Linked DNA regions of Rattus norvegicus: region 1 is linked to region 2. A link is a contact called in public Hi-C data. All regions are on one chromosome and are shown on one strand. Each heading gives the region's core, a stretch centred on a gene start, on an enhancer-like site or on the middle of the called end of the contact. The rest is flanking DNA. Distances are from core to core; before and after follow the strand shown. Region 1 overlaps Pantr1 (POU3F3 adjacent non-coding transcript 1). Region 2 overlaps LOC108351921 (a long non-coding RNA gene).

Evidence for each region. Hi-C and Micro-C count contacts between places; a contact is called where the count stands out from the background.
Region 1: a contact with region 2 is called in a Hi-C map of frontal cortex, with 4 times the contacts expected there. The contact joins two enhancer-like sites. A contact is called at or near these places in 3 of 12 Hi-C or Micro-C datasets (Schwann cells, frontal cortex and kidney) and 1 of 1 datasets of contacts at active chromatin or transcription factors (oligodendrocytes).

Annotation. Positions count from the first base shown.
Region 1 is chr9:52,425,642-52,432,086 of GRCr8, reverse strand. All of the region lies in intron 1 of Pantr1 (POU3F3 adjacent non-coding transcript 1), which reads left to right. Among named protein-coding and RNA genes, the nearest start is that of Pantr1, 6.9 kb to the left of the region's middle. Within about 2 kb of position 4,751, at least 32 of the 93 cell types and tissues checked have an H3K27ac peak or open chromatin away from gene starts, as enhancers often do.
Region 2 is chr9:51,527,835-51,535,227 of GRCr8, reverse strand. The region is part of intron 1 of LOC108351921 (a long non-coding RNA gene); the gene reads right to left. Among named protein-coding and RNA genes, the nearest start is that of Pantr1, 900 kb to the left of the region's middle. Within about 2 kb of position 2,892, at least 3 of the 93 cell types and tissues checked have an H3K27ac peak or open chromatin away from gene starts, as enhancers often do.

The DNA.
Region 1 (6,445 bases), core at 3,502-6,001, 900 kb before region 2:
CTGCAAATGATCCAGGAAGTCAGAGAGTGTTGAAACTGTTTCTCCCTGGAAAGTATGGCTAGGGCTCTTTATGAGAGAGAGAGAGAGAGAGAGAGAGAGAGAGAGAGAGAGAGAGAGAGAGAGAGAGAGAGAGAGAGAGAGAGAGAGAGAGAGAGAGAGAGAGGAGAGAGAAAACATTGAGAACAGTAGAACAGTTAAAGAATTTCTGTTATGGTTACAGTATAGGTTACTTAGGAAACTATCAGGCTGATGATGACAGATATTTTTTAGAATTGAACTAGAAAGCAAAATGAATTCTGAAGCAGTATATGTAAAAATGATGGTTCTTTCAGCAGGATATAATCTCACAATTGGGTATAACAGGGTCTTGAGGATATAGGAGGTGCTGGGATCTTTCAGTCCATTTGATACCTAGTAGCTATTTTCATTCCCACTGTTCTTCAAAGGATTTAACAGTTAGCCTTGAAAGGCTTTGTAGAGAAAAGAAAATGCAATCTAGACAGAGGGTAGAGGTAACCGTGGACTTGAACCTTTTTAAGGACAGATAAAGTGGAATTTTAGTGGAGCATAAAGTTTCTGCCTCCAAGATGTTTTTTTTTTTTTTTCCTTTTGTGTATGGGTGCTGCCAATGAAAACCGTAACAAAGAGCCAAAAAGTTCTGTAGCAAAGTAGGAGGCTACCTAAAACAGCAAAGAGCAAATCCTAGTTGGTTTTGAGGATTTAGTCAGTTTGTCTCCAACAATTTTCCCAAGGAGATTTAGAGAGTTACTAAGAAAGACAAGGCTTGAGTGACTAGGGCGTGAAGCTGGCTTCCACAGTGCAGCTGAAGGCACCTGTGAATAAGAGTCACAAAGCCTGACCTTTCTGATAGCTTCGCTGCTCCTCTAGGGGTGGGGGCTGTTGCCACTGGCTTCATTTCAACACTGCTCCAAGCCAACCAGGCTTCAGCCTTAAGTTTTTCTTTGAAACTAATTTTAGCAGGTCAGGGTTGGATTGAAGGGTGAGCTCATCTAGGTTTGAAAGATTATAGGAATCATGCAAGCAAGAGAGACTCACTCAGATACACTTGAACCATTTGATTTCACCTGGACCTTACACTTAGTCAGGAAATGCACTGTCAGGTTTGTGCTAATAAAACCGAGTGGAGAATTGGGGAAATTGTAATTTGAGCACAAACACTGCTTTCTTCCTCAGCACTGCGTTGCAGACAAAAGACTTCTAGGAGTCCACAGAATGGGACAAGACCCAAAACCTAGCTTGCTTTGCACGCCCAGGGTTGTTCAAAGCATTCAGAATGTACTAGTAGAAAAAGACACTTTTTAAAAATTCATTCATATCGCAAAACATTGGCGAAGGCCTCCCTATTCTTCACATAGCACATTCTCCCATTCTCCTGTGTTATAGTTCCTGGGAGCTATGGTTGTCTAAGCAGCTGCTCCCCCCCCCTTTTCTTTCTCAAAAAACATACTCAAAAGAACAGGGAAGTGGAGGGAACCCTCGTGATTTCTATAGATTTAGATACCTTTCAGTAAAAGAAGCAGAATATAAGAATTTGGGGGTAAAGCAACAAGTTAATTTGAGGTGAGCTGCTACTTTACAGGGACCACGTTAGAATTCTGCGATGTCTTGAGGGTGGGAATAATCAAGGTGGGTATAAATTAAGATCCAAAGTTCTGGGCAAAAGCTACAGACTTAATTGTTGAGGATGGTGAAATTGCTTTTGCCAAATGAGAGAATGCAGAAAATTACCTGAGTCAGATGTGCCCAAGATGAAACGGGCACCCCCTCACTGGCTTCCATTTGGCAATGATAAGGCAGTCCAATAAAGCACAGCACAAAAGCAGTTTCTCTTAGCATTTACACATTAAAATAAATGTTCAACCTACCTACAGTCTGTACTGTATGGCTTATACAAAAGAGGGGGGGGGCTCTGCAGCACCGGCTTTTGGTTAGAAAAGGGGCTTTACCTAGTGGACAGTGAACGAGCCATTTCTTGGTATTGCTATGGTTTTGGAGTGTGTATTGCCCCTGCTTTGTGTCCTTTTAATAGCTGGTCTATATGATCTGAAGGAAGGGAGTGAGCACTTAGGTTTTTTGGGGAACAGTTTGAAGGAGTAATTATGAATTCAAAGACACTATGATTCCTTAAAGTAAGTTCCCTTCTTCTTAAACTAGAGGGCATTTCTAATTGTGGAAAATAAACTGAGAAAGCACAGTAACTTGGTAATCCTGTATGTGCTTTTGAAGCAACCCATTTCCAACTGTTTGCTCACTCTAGCTGTGTGCATGGACCTGTCAAGGCTGGTAATGCTCTCTTCCAATTGCTGGAGAAGCTGCAACTAATGGATTATTCTTGGCTGCCCTTCACCACCCTTCCTGTGCTCCCCGACATCATGGTCTCTTTCAAATTTCAACTCCTAGCACTAGGTAACACAGAGCCCAGCTGATAGACTAGAGGTGATGGTGAAAATATGATTCATTTGCAACAAACGTGGATATGTCCTAGCTAGAAAAATATTTCAAGGTAAATTTGGTGTGTGTGTGGATGTGTGTGTGTCATAAAAACAAACAACAAACAAACAAACAAACAAACCAAACAATAGCCCAGTAATATGAACTGAGCTTTACCAGAGGTGTCTGGTAAATTATATTCGTGCACCAGTCCTGGTCCTAAGAGATTGGAGTTACTCTTTGCTTGAGGTCTTCCCCCACCAAGCATCGCCTCTAAGTGTTACAGCATCTTCTCTGAGGCCCAACCAACAAACGGTGCTGGGATGGAGAAGAAAGCTGGTGTAGCATCTTAGAGAGCAATTCTTGTACTTTTGTGCCTTTTTCTTGTTGTTGTTTTGTTTTGACATTTGACCTTAGCTACTGTCCGAGGAGCCTGGTGTAGATCGGGCATTTCGTGCTGATGGTTGCTGCTCTTTTCACATCTGCCAAACAGTGCTTCCTGGCTTCTTTTCTCCTCTGCTACTGGAGCCCTCCTTTCACTGTTCTGCTCCTTCCCTGGGGCCCTCTCCAACTCAGTGCCTGCCTGGGACAGCCCTACTTTATGGTGTTTTCAAGAAAATGTAGTCGTTGCTATCCACTTTAGAAAGCACAGTGGCAAGTGTATTCGCAGAGAGTTGATGCTTCTGATATCCCACAGTTTGCAAGAATATAATTTCAGCCACTAAACTACTTAACGGAAGTCTAGGTGTTAGAATGATGTGACCTTGCTCACAATGGCTTCCTGTGTGTCCAGTATTGCTTTTTCATATTTGCCTTTCTGCCTAAATTTTCTGCAAGGACCCTGGTTAGTAAAGCCCGAGGAGGAAAGGATCCCTGGCTCAGAGCGACAGTTGATAAACATCAAACAATTTAGTATTAAACCAGGGCACACACACACACACACACACACACAAAATCACCCAGAAGTCGCGGCATATACTCTGTCAAATGCCGAGGAGGACTGTTTTTCTCTCATTTTTATCCCACAAAACCGATCAAGTAAAATTTTGCTTGGAGTACACAGCATTCAAAGTACCCCAAATTAAAAAATTGTACGATTTTATTGGTAGGGTCTTGGCAGCAATTCCCATCCAGGGTTAGAATGCACGATTAGAACTCCCCCCCCCCCAGGAGACTTGGGTTCCCATTTTCATATGGAATGGGGTTTCCATTCCACGGTGTGTGTGTGTGTGTGTGTGTGTGTGTGTGTGTGTGTGTGTGTGTGTGTGGTGTCTTTCTCTCCTCCCCGACTCGACTCTACCATTTATGTGATTTGTGGGAGCCGACAGGGACATTTGCCGAATTCGGCAGGAATCTGTTGGGCCTCAGGGCTAAGTCTGTCTTTCTTCGAACTCGTTCTAAGGGCATTTTATTTTATTTAGAGTGCAGTTTGCATAATAAAATTAAAAGGCTCCCATTACCTCCCCCTTTCTGCCAGCGACTGCCCAGAAAGGTCTTTTAGAATGTTATTTGAACATAGAGCTGTCTGCAGAATCCGGTTAACAGTGCTTTTCCATGGGAAAGAAAAAAAGGGGAAAAAAGCTAACCCTCAAAGCGAGAAGGTAAAAGGAGTGAGGTGGAGAGAAAAGCTGGTTGAGATGGAGGAGACTTGAGCGGGCATGAGAGAACAGCAAGGCTGCTGAGGTGGCAGGACCAGATAGATAAGAGCTGAGTCACCCAACAGGTCTTTGGGCACACAAGAAAAAAACAAAAAAAAACCCCCAAAAAACCACAGACGCCCAGAAAAATCTGGGTGCAAATTGTACCCATCTTTGGGGCCTCCTTCTCGCCCGGCCATAGGAGCGCTGCCTTGGAGCTTGGCACCGCCTGCCTGCCTTTGTCACCCGTTCTGAGCGCGGCCACGAGCTCCCGCGGCGGGCTTTGTTCCCGCGGAGCGGGGCAGGACCCCTAGCACCGCCGCGCGTCCCCGACCGCCCCTGAGCTGGGGACCGTGGGGGTGGGGAACGCGCTACAGAAAGGGGGACCTGAGAAGCTCCGGTGGGCAGGGCGTTTGAGCCCGGGATTTCGTTTCTTTGCTCCCTTCGTAATTGAGCTGTTCTCCCGTCGCGGAGGGGGTCTTGGTTGAGCAGGAGGCAAGAGAGCTGCAAAGGGGGCGCCCGTTTTCAGCCCATAGCTGGGCAAAGAACTATCCGCGCTTCTGTCCACCGATTTGTATGGTATGCATGCATGCATGCATGTATGCATGCAAGGATGGATGGATGCATGGTTGGATGACGGATGAGGATGAGGAAAACCGTTGAATTGGGTCCCAGGGTCTGGGCTTCTGATTCGGGTTTTGAGGACTTCAGGGCGTCTCAGGTTGGTGTGGTTGGTTAACACGGAAAACCTGTTCTCTAGGTGCTTTGGGGCCGCGGGTGGGCGCTGTGGATATACCCTTGGGGTCAAGGAGCTGCACAACCACAGCGTGCAGATCTCTGCAGTGGAGGCCTGTGGCGAGGGACAAAGAAGTAGATACTGGGAGCGAGCAGAGGAGAGGCGCGTACTGGAATCTACGCACTCTTTCGCACACCGAGGCTCGGGCCCTACCCCAAGAGCCCTCCCTTCCCCCCTCCACCTAAGTACCTAGGGCTTTGCGTCTGTAAAGTTCGGCTACCACAGAGCCCTCTCTCTTTCCCTCCTTTCCACGCTGCTTTTAGCTACTTGGGTGTGAACGAGTGTCACCCTCTTCCCAGACATCCCCAAAGGTGTGGGCAGATTGCAAGAGTTGCGCCTCTGTTATTGTTTGTCAAACAGGCCCTTTCTCTTGGGAGAGGGTCGAGGGGCGTGAGGCGGATCCTGGGCCAGGATTACATTAATCAAAGCATTATTTCCCCAGAGAAGTCGAGCACAAATGAGAATAAATCCTAATAAAATTGGATCGCAGAAAAACGGAACGCTTTGAGTAGTCTGTGCTGCCTGATGAAATTCTCATATTTATAAGATGGGGTGTCTCTAAAAATTTTTCTGCACACCTCTGGCCTTGGCTTGGCTTGGGAAAGGCACCGAGAAGGGAGGGATGTCACTCTCTCAAGCTCAGTTGAACTTAGGCAGTGAGAAGGGGACAGAGCTACTAGGGTTTGGAGTGTCGCAAAATCTGCTCTCAGTTTTAATCAGACACTTTCCTCCGGTTCTGTTCACTAGTCCTTGCAGAAGTCCAGGGTCCAATCAAGTCTCGATCGATGTCCTTGTGAGGTCCTGAACTTGTTCCTTTGGGTACGTGGCTCTCGCTTTTCAAGTGATCAAGGCTGTAGGGTGGGCAAAACCCCGTGGTTGAAGGCACGTGGTTTACAGGGCATTTCCTCCTCCAGCCTAAAGCCCAGCCTGTTTGCGGGGTTCCGAAGAGAGTGCCAGTCACCCCGCGTGTGTCAAGCGAAAGAGCTTGCGTGTCCGCGAGATTTCAAATACTTTCTGGCCATCCCTAGGAAGCAAGGTTCATACTTCATCTTTCTGTCCCCCCCCCCCCCCCCCGCCACACACACACACAAGTGGTAGAAAACTTTTCTCGCTTTGCGAGGCTCTCCTAGGGAAAAGACATCCCTCGTCCCCCAATACGCAGAGGAGATGTGACCCTGCAGAATCACTTGGTCAGCAGGCTATCTCTCCCTGCATCCCGCACCCAGGCACCTTTTAGCTACTGAGCATAGAAAACAAACAAACAAAAAAGGATTGAGAACTGTGACGTCTCCTGGTCCTAGATGGTGACTAATGTGACCGTAACATATCCCGACCCCTTCGGAAGGAGCTAGCTCTAGTGCTCTGGGGATGGCGGGTAGCCCCGCGGGCGCCACCGTGAGGGCGCCCTCTGCAGGCGGGCTCGGAGAGGGCTCGCGCTTGTGCCCAGCTGCGTTGGGTCCCTCAACTGCCCGCGTGCCAGCCAGGTTCCCCCATGCGCGCGCGCACAGCCCCAACTCAGGCGGTGCGATCAGTCACTTAGTGCCCTCCCCAAGGCGAGTTC
Region 2 (7,393 bases), core at 1,643-4,142:
TTATTAGAATGCTCTGAGCATGCGCCTTAGGTTGAAAAAAAAAAGATGTCCAGATTTCAGAGGTCCTCCTGAGTCACGAAGAAAGAACCCCCAGTAATCCAGAAAGAAAAAATAATTTGGAGTCAATCCCACCCATATTTCTGCATGGTGTGAGGATTGATGACAATCAGTTGGGATTGCAATCAAAATCGAGAAAACAAACCATTTGCAGAAATCTAGAAATTTGGATGAAGAACATTATTCATTAGCTTCCAGAATTCTTATGTGTTTAAAAATGAAGGCGGTTGAAATCCGTGTTTTATTATTGTTCTAATTGTTTTCGTGGAAATTTTGACTCACTTTTAGCCCCTAGGAGCACGGCTAGAGGGTACAGAGTATAGATATTCTCTGTGTACAGAGTCCTGTTGGACTATACTCATCCGGTTCAAAGGTGACAACAATGAGATGTTATTTTAAACCTCTGAAAAACTTGCTGAAAGTTCACCTGCATGAAAGAATCCGACGTTCCAGTCTGTATAACTATTCTCTAACTGTCCATCCCTTCATCTCCACTGGCTATAGGCTGCTCTGTCGACCGTCTCAACTTCCCTATGTTACAGATACCAGAGTGTGTGGGCAGACCAGATGTTCCGGAACTTTCTCCCGCAAAATAAGAGAGCTTTGCTTGGTCATCTTCCTAGGCTTTTCAGTAATTAACACTCTCTGAGTCCAAGTCAGCCTGGGAAGGCGAATCTGGAATTAGACTCTCCAAAATAAACAACAACAAAACAATAAATGAAAGAAAAAAAGGAGAAAAGAATGACAGGAATTTAACTATCCTCCCTCTTGGGAAATATGTCCTTCTAAAAAAACATTTCCAACTGCATAAAGCAACACAAAAACTTATATAAATAATTACAGCAACAATATGCTTTGCCAGCTAAATTAAAAGTGCTGTATTTTTAGAATTAAGAGAGCATTAAAACAACACTTTCAAAACTCAGCCTAAGAGCACAAAGTGAACGCCCGCACCCCCCCCACACACACACACTCACAGCAGTAGCCAAGGACAAGACCTCGCCGTCTCACACTGAATGATTGCTTCCTCCTGTTTTTATGTCCCCTCACTTATTTTATGAAGGCTTAACTAGAAGACCTCTCCCTATTCAAGAAGAAAGAATATTTTTCTACCAAGGATCTTACAAGCTCAAAGGCCATTTAACTTAGCTTAGCCATCTGGTTTATTTTGCATTAAAGGAACTTCTCGTTTAATTTACCAGTCTATAATAGGTAACTTTTTCAATATGGAGCTAAAGGTCACTATTATATGTAAGGGAAATTAAGCCGACGTTCTCAGTTGCCTTACAGTTCTCTTAGTTCAACTATGCCAATAGATGAACATGTACAACAAGCCGAAGGGCTTTTTATTACAAATTTAATTCATTTCTCTAGACAACTGTGAAATTTGCCATTGACATCAGTCATTACCCCAAGGCGAACTAAAAGATGATCTCAGTTAATAAATGGTCCTTAACAAGGAACGCTCCCATCTCCTGTGATATTGGCACAGGCACATTTTATTAATGCAGGGCTTGCTTCCTGCCAGAACACCAGCATTCACGACTATTTGGTGTGCATGTTTCCTCTTCCTGCTCCTGATATTAATAATTATACAACAGGATAATTAGCAACACAAAGAGACAGTACTATGAGCTTGAAGCTAGATTTTCAGCGCGTTAACCTTCTGGGAAATAAAGAACAGAAGCAAAGAGTCGAGCCAAATAACCAATGCAGGTTGATTTCACAGTGTGTAAAAGGCTAATTATCTGTGAAAAGTCTGACCTCAAGTAACAGAATTACAGAAATGTTCATGCATTTTTATTTTAAATAAAACTCAAAGACATTGCTTCAGCATCCTAAGGAAATCTGCATAGTCAAGGCATGAGGGAAGACATTTGAAACTTAAACAAAAATAAACTCTGTATGTGATGGGTGTCTGGCCGTAAATGTTACTGACAAATCCAGGCACCTGAGATCACAGGGTAAAAAAGAAAGAAAGCCCATGCATCTTTCCCTACTCTTAGCACAGAGCCATCATGATGGGGAAGAAAAAAAAAAACTCAGTCAGTATGCGACAGAAGTAGGTTAAGTGTATTTTGTTTACTGAAGACAGGCTACCATAAAAAAGAGAAAATATTACTACTTCTTTACAGGTACCATATGTAATTCATTCTGATATAGGAATATTTATCCACTAGCAGTAATAACAAACTACAATTTTTGTCATGAAAAAAATAAATTGTATTTGCAAAAAGCAAACACATTACAGAGTGTGTAAAAACGCAACATTCCCATTTTCTAGTCAGAGTTCCAATTTATTGAAGTAACAGAGCAGAAAATGCACTGACAGCTGTTACATTTTATTGCGAATTAGTATATAGGTTTTATATCCAGTGAGCAAACGCATGATACATTGTATTCCAGTAATTGCCAGTGGCTTTCAAAATGGAACCGGAATGATCTCAGTGCAATTATGTTCAGGAGAGCACACAGAACAGTCCCCAGCTCCACACTGCAATACTTAACAATACTAACATTAAGTATATTTTTTCCCTTTTAGCTTTCCAAAAATTAAAGATCAAAGAGGTCAAGCTGGATTCAAAAGCATTAGAAGTGATTTTCAACAGCTATATGTGACTCCCTCGTCCCGGAGTACAATTTTTTTTTTTTAAATTTAAGTCCATGTAGTAAGTAGGATGTTGTAGTTCAAGATTCCAGAAAGGTCAAACACCTCCTCCCTCCTCCCTCCTCCCACACCTCTCTTTGCCTATATTGTATCGATATTTTACTTCTGGGATGTTTCCTCTGTTTTCTCTCTTGGCCACAGAATGTAAGGGGTTAAGACATGCGAACAGGGTTAAGTTTTGGCCTGCTTTAGGAAATAAGCTGTATGCCGCTGGACTCCACTTTACTCAAAACAGACAGATCATCTTAGACTTCTTTCCCATTCTCCCTCAGTAGCCTCAGTTCTTTCTCACCATGACCATTAGCTACAGTCCCAGGGAAAGAGCCATTTGTTTTCCTAAGTGTTAACTCGGATTTCATGGATCGTCTTACTAATTCTTAGGACTACAGAATTACGGGTACATGTACGGAAACCTTCTAGCCACTCTTTCAGTCACTTCTCATTTATATGAAGCAAAATTTCGCATATCTTAAGAAGTCTATTTTCCTCTGCTTTTGCAAACCTTTCTAACCTACTTCAACTGCTTAGCACCTCCTCCTCTGACGCCTTCCCCACCATCCAGCTCTGCTGGAGCCTTCAATAAATCCGGCTGTCTCCTCCCCTCTAGTGGTTGCCAGCCAGTCTTGCAACAGAGGAGAAGCAGGGAGACTGCAGAGCTCACTTATAGAGGGACACTTGTGCAATTTGTTTTTAGGTTGAGAGAAATGTGGGGTGGGGTGGGAGGATAAACCTAGCAGTCTATCACTGCAGAAATAAAATTTAGCAAGTATTTAAAAGGATATTCTAGCGGCGGCTACGGCTTCATCAACACCAACCTGCTGACAGGGATTCGCGATCCCAGTCTGTTATTAGTGATTGAATTAATATCGTGTCACAACTTGTATCCGGTTTAATAAAAGAAACCTACGAATACAAGAAAATTGTAAACGGCACCTCATAGGACATTTCCCCCCAAGGCTGGAATCAAAATTCCGTGCAGCTAGAACAACAAAGATCAAGGGGCCGGGATTCTTGCACCTGGCAAGGTTGTCCGAGGGCAGCTCAGGATTCCCTTCATAGAACTCAGAGCAGGATCCTGACATGGCCCCTGTAGAAACGTCATCAAAAGCAACAACAGCTACAACAGAAAACTAATGATGTGTCTCACCCTCGTGTCAGCACCGGTGGTGTAACACTAAAGCAGCCGGGGTGCCCTTTGCCACCACAGTAGCCACTTCAAAAATAAAATAAAATAAAATAAAAGTGAGAGCTCAGCTTTCCTCGCTGCTCTCCGCTGTTTTTAACCCCATAGAACTCCAAAACGTCATCCACCAGGAAACCCAATCTGCTTAATAAGAGAGCCAAAATATTGGCCTCTCCTGTTAAAATGTTGATATCATGGGTTTGTGAGTTTTAGTATTTCTAAATATAGTTTCAGTTTTTTTTCACTTTACAGACACCGTGTACAGATAGACTTTATTATCCCTGGTAGATTTTCTTTCATGTGATTGAAAATAAAATACTATAATTTAGTTGTGCTCAAATTTAATTATGCTATATTTAGTGAGGTTTCCTCACATGGTCTGAACAATGGCTAATATAGGGCAAATCATTACTACAACTACTAGGGCTTAAGTGACCAATGTTTCTACTGAATTCTCTGGTAAAGATAGGATTTAAAGACACACATTGCTGGTTCTGAACAATTTAGTAATTTACCCCACACACCACACCACACACACACACACACACACACACACACACAGAGAGAGAGAGAGAGAGAGAGAGAGAGAGAGAGAGAGAGAGACAGAGACAGAGACAGAGAGACAGAGAGAGAGAGAGAGAGAGAGACAGAGAGAGAGAGAAACAAAACAAAACAAAAACCATTATAGCTAAGTGTAATGACTAAGGAAATAAACTTTTATTAATTTGGGTGAGATAAAGTATTGATTTGATTAAAATAAAGAGTGAGTTATTTTACCATTTAAGAAACTTCAAAAAAATTTAAAGTCGATATTTGAGTTGGACATCATTACATTTTCAGTAGCATAGCAAACAGTGTACTTATGTAGTATATGGCTAAGTCTGAGTTTTCCTCTAGATCCTACTATGGAATCTTTCCAAATGTCTGCAGGCAGCTGGCTAGGGAAAATGAAGCACGCTTATCTCCTGCTTCACTGAAAGGGGTCCTGCAGGGCCCGATAGGATCTCAGCAGAGACTGAAGTGAGCTGCTTCCTTGGAGACTGCATTAGAGCTGACTGAATGTGTGCAACTAGAGCTTGGGGGAAATAAAATAAATCAGATATGGAAAGACGTACATGAGCTGTCACAATAGACTTCTAAAAAGTGAAATCAACGAGGACGCTGAAGGAGGGTGGTTTCTCCCCTACCCACGCAGCAGAATAGACACATTTCTTATGTTACTTTGGTCTTGCTAAGCTTTGATTTGGCCAACCCAGAGGCTCCCACCATCTTCACAGAGAGACCTAACTCAGTCCTGTAGTAAATACTGATAGAACATAGGCAATCTTTCCTGAAACAAGGAAAGTTTGGAGCTTTGACAGACTTTACAAGAGCGTGGATTACCTGTTTCGGAATCCCTGCAATATTTCCCATTTTGGGGAACTGATAGCATTATTGGGTATGTGAGTAAGAACCTACATTAAGGTATTCTTTTGGCAAAAAAAAAGCAAAAAAGAAAATAAAGAAAAAAGAAAAAAAGGAAAAGAAAAGAAAAAAAAGAAAAAGAGTCTGATAATTCTGACACAATGATTCTTAACCTCAAGGGAGAAAAATAACCATGAAAGTACTAATCGCAAAGTGAGTTAACATCACTGAACATGTAAGTTAAAAACATCCCCTTCTTACAGCTCTGCGCCCTCGCTTTTGACTATACAAGACAGTAAACTGGAGTTATTTTCAAGATTAAAATGCTTCGAAGGAACTCATCCTTCCTTGTTTTTCCTGTGCAATACAAATACACTGTAAAAGTTTTTATCTTCGGTATCAGGAAGGGAAACATTATAAGCCACAGAACTGCATGTACTCCAGCCAATGCACTCACTATCTTTGTCATCGTGCGCCAAACATTAATTGGGGATTTTCTAACCCAAACCAACATGGAAAATGGACAGTCCTTTAACTTTAAAAGGAGACTGAACATTTCTCAGAAGTAAACAATAGGGCCTCTATTAAAAATTAGGAGTTTATCAGACAACATAATTAGAGGTGCTCTACACATCGGGGACCCACTTTTGTATCAAATTTATTTGTTGAACTAATATGTATTTAGTGTCAGGTGACAATACTGGCAATGACGTACAGCAGTGAGCAAAAGCAAACTCACATTCACACAGAGGCTCCAAGTCAGAGAGAATAGACAGGAGCCAAGCAATCCTACAGGTCCACCCTCCTTTGAGACAGTTACAAGGGTTGGGAACTGCATAGAGATGGGAGTTGTGAGAAGTCCTCTTAGAGGTAGCAGGGTTACATGCTGCAATGACAGGGTCTGCAGGAAGGAGAAGGGAGCAGCTGAGGGCAGGACCTCAGTTTGACAAGGCAGGTTACAGGAGACTATCTCAGAGCTGCAGAAGAGAAAGCAGGCCTGGCAGAGCCCTGGAGAGGCATTTGCCTGCTCAGGAAGAGAGAAGCCTGGATGAATACGAACCCCAGTCCTGAGAACAGAATGCATATTACCTGGAGCCATTTTGGGGCAGTATTCTGGTCTTCGACCACAAAGAAGGAAGGAAACCTTTAGATTTCATTAGGTGTGGATGATCTAGTCATCTACTGAGGTAGAAAACAAAGGTGTACAAGAGACATTGTAAGGCCATCTGATGGGAAAGATGGTCACATGTTCCCAAATATCATTGTTGCAGCAGCCCAATGGGCAGTTCACAATTTCTTTTTTTCTGAACTGGCTCCCACTAATGTTTTGTTAGAGCACTTTGTAAATCCCAGTTAGGTTTAGCATATGCTTGAGGCTCATCACAGCCCTACTAGGTGACACACTGCAAGGGATCTCTCTCTGCCAAACAGAGACCTAAGTAGAGGGAGTTAAGTAGTTAAGTCTATTTTGTTTTTACCATTTACAGTATGCATGGGATTGACATTAACCAGCATGAGTTTGAAAAAAGGGAAAGATTCATCAGACGCAACAGCTAGCATTCTTGTAAAATAGATTTTTCTCTTCATGTCAATAGGTTTAGTATTTTTTTTAAACCTTGGCATACTCTGCTCCTCCCAGAGAAAGGATTATTGTGAGTATGTTTGTTAAAGATCTTTCAAAGATTCATTGGAGAAATCTACACGAGGGCCAAAGCTCCCATTTGTTTTCATGATCTCCGTGTGGTTTGGGGGGACACCTAACCTGTCTTCAAAGGCTTTTGCTTTCAGTAGGTCAGACACATGTCATTTTTCTGATACCAATGTGAATGAAGATTCACATTGAGAATGCCTAGAATCTAACTTAAATTAAACACATAGAAGGGGAGAGCACGGATACTCACTTTTACAAGCATGTTTTGAAATGAACTGTTACTTAACATCAGATAAAATAACTCACTCCATGAATCTCTCCTACATCTTAAGCATATAGGATTCAACTTGGCAAGGTTGAAGCTGCAAAACGGAGAAAAGGCCTGACCCTCCACAGATGTTGGTAGCTAATGCTACTGCACCAGGATCAT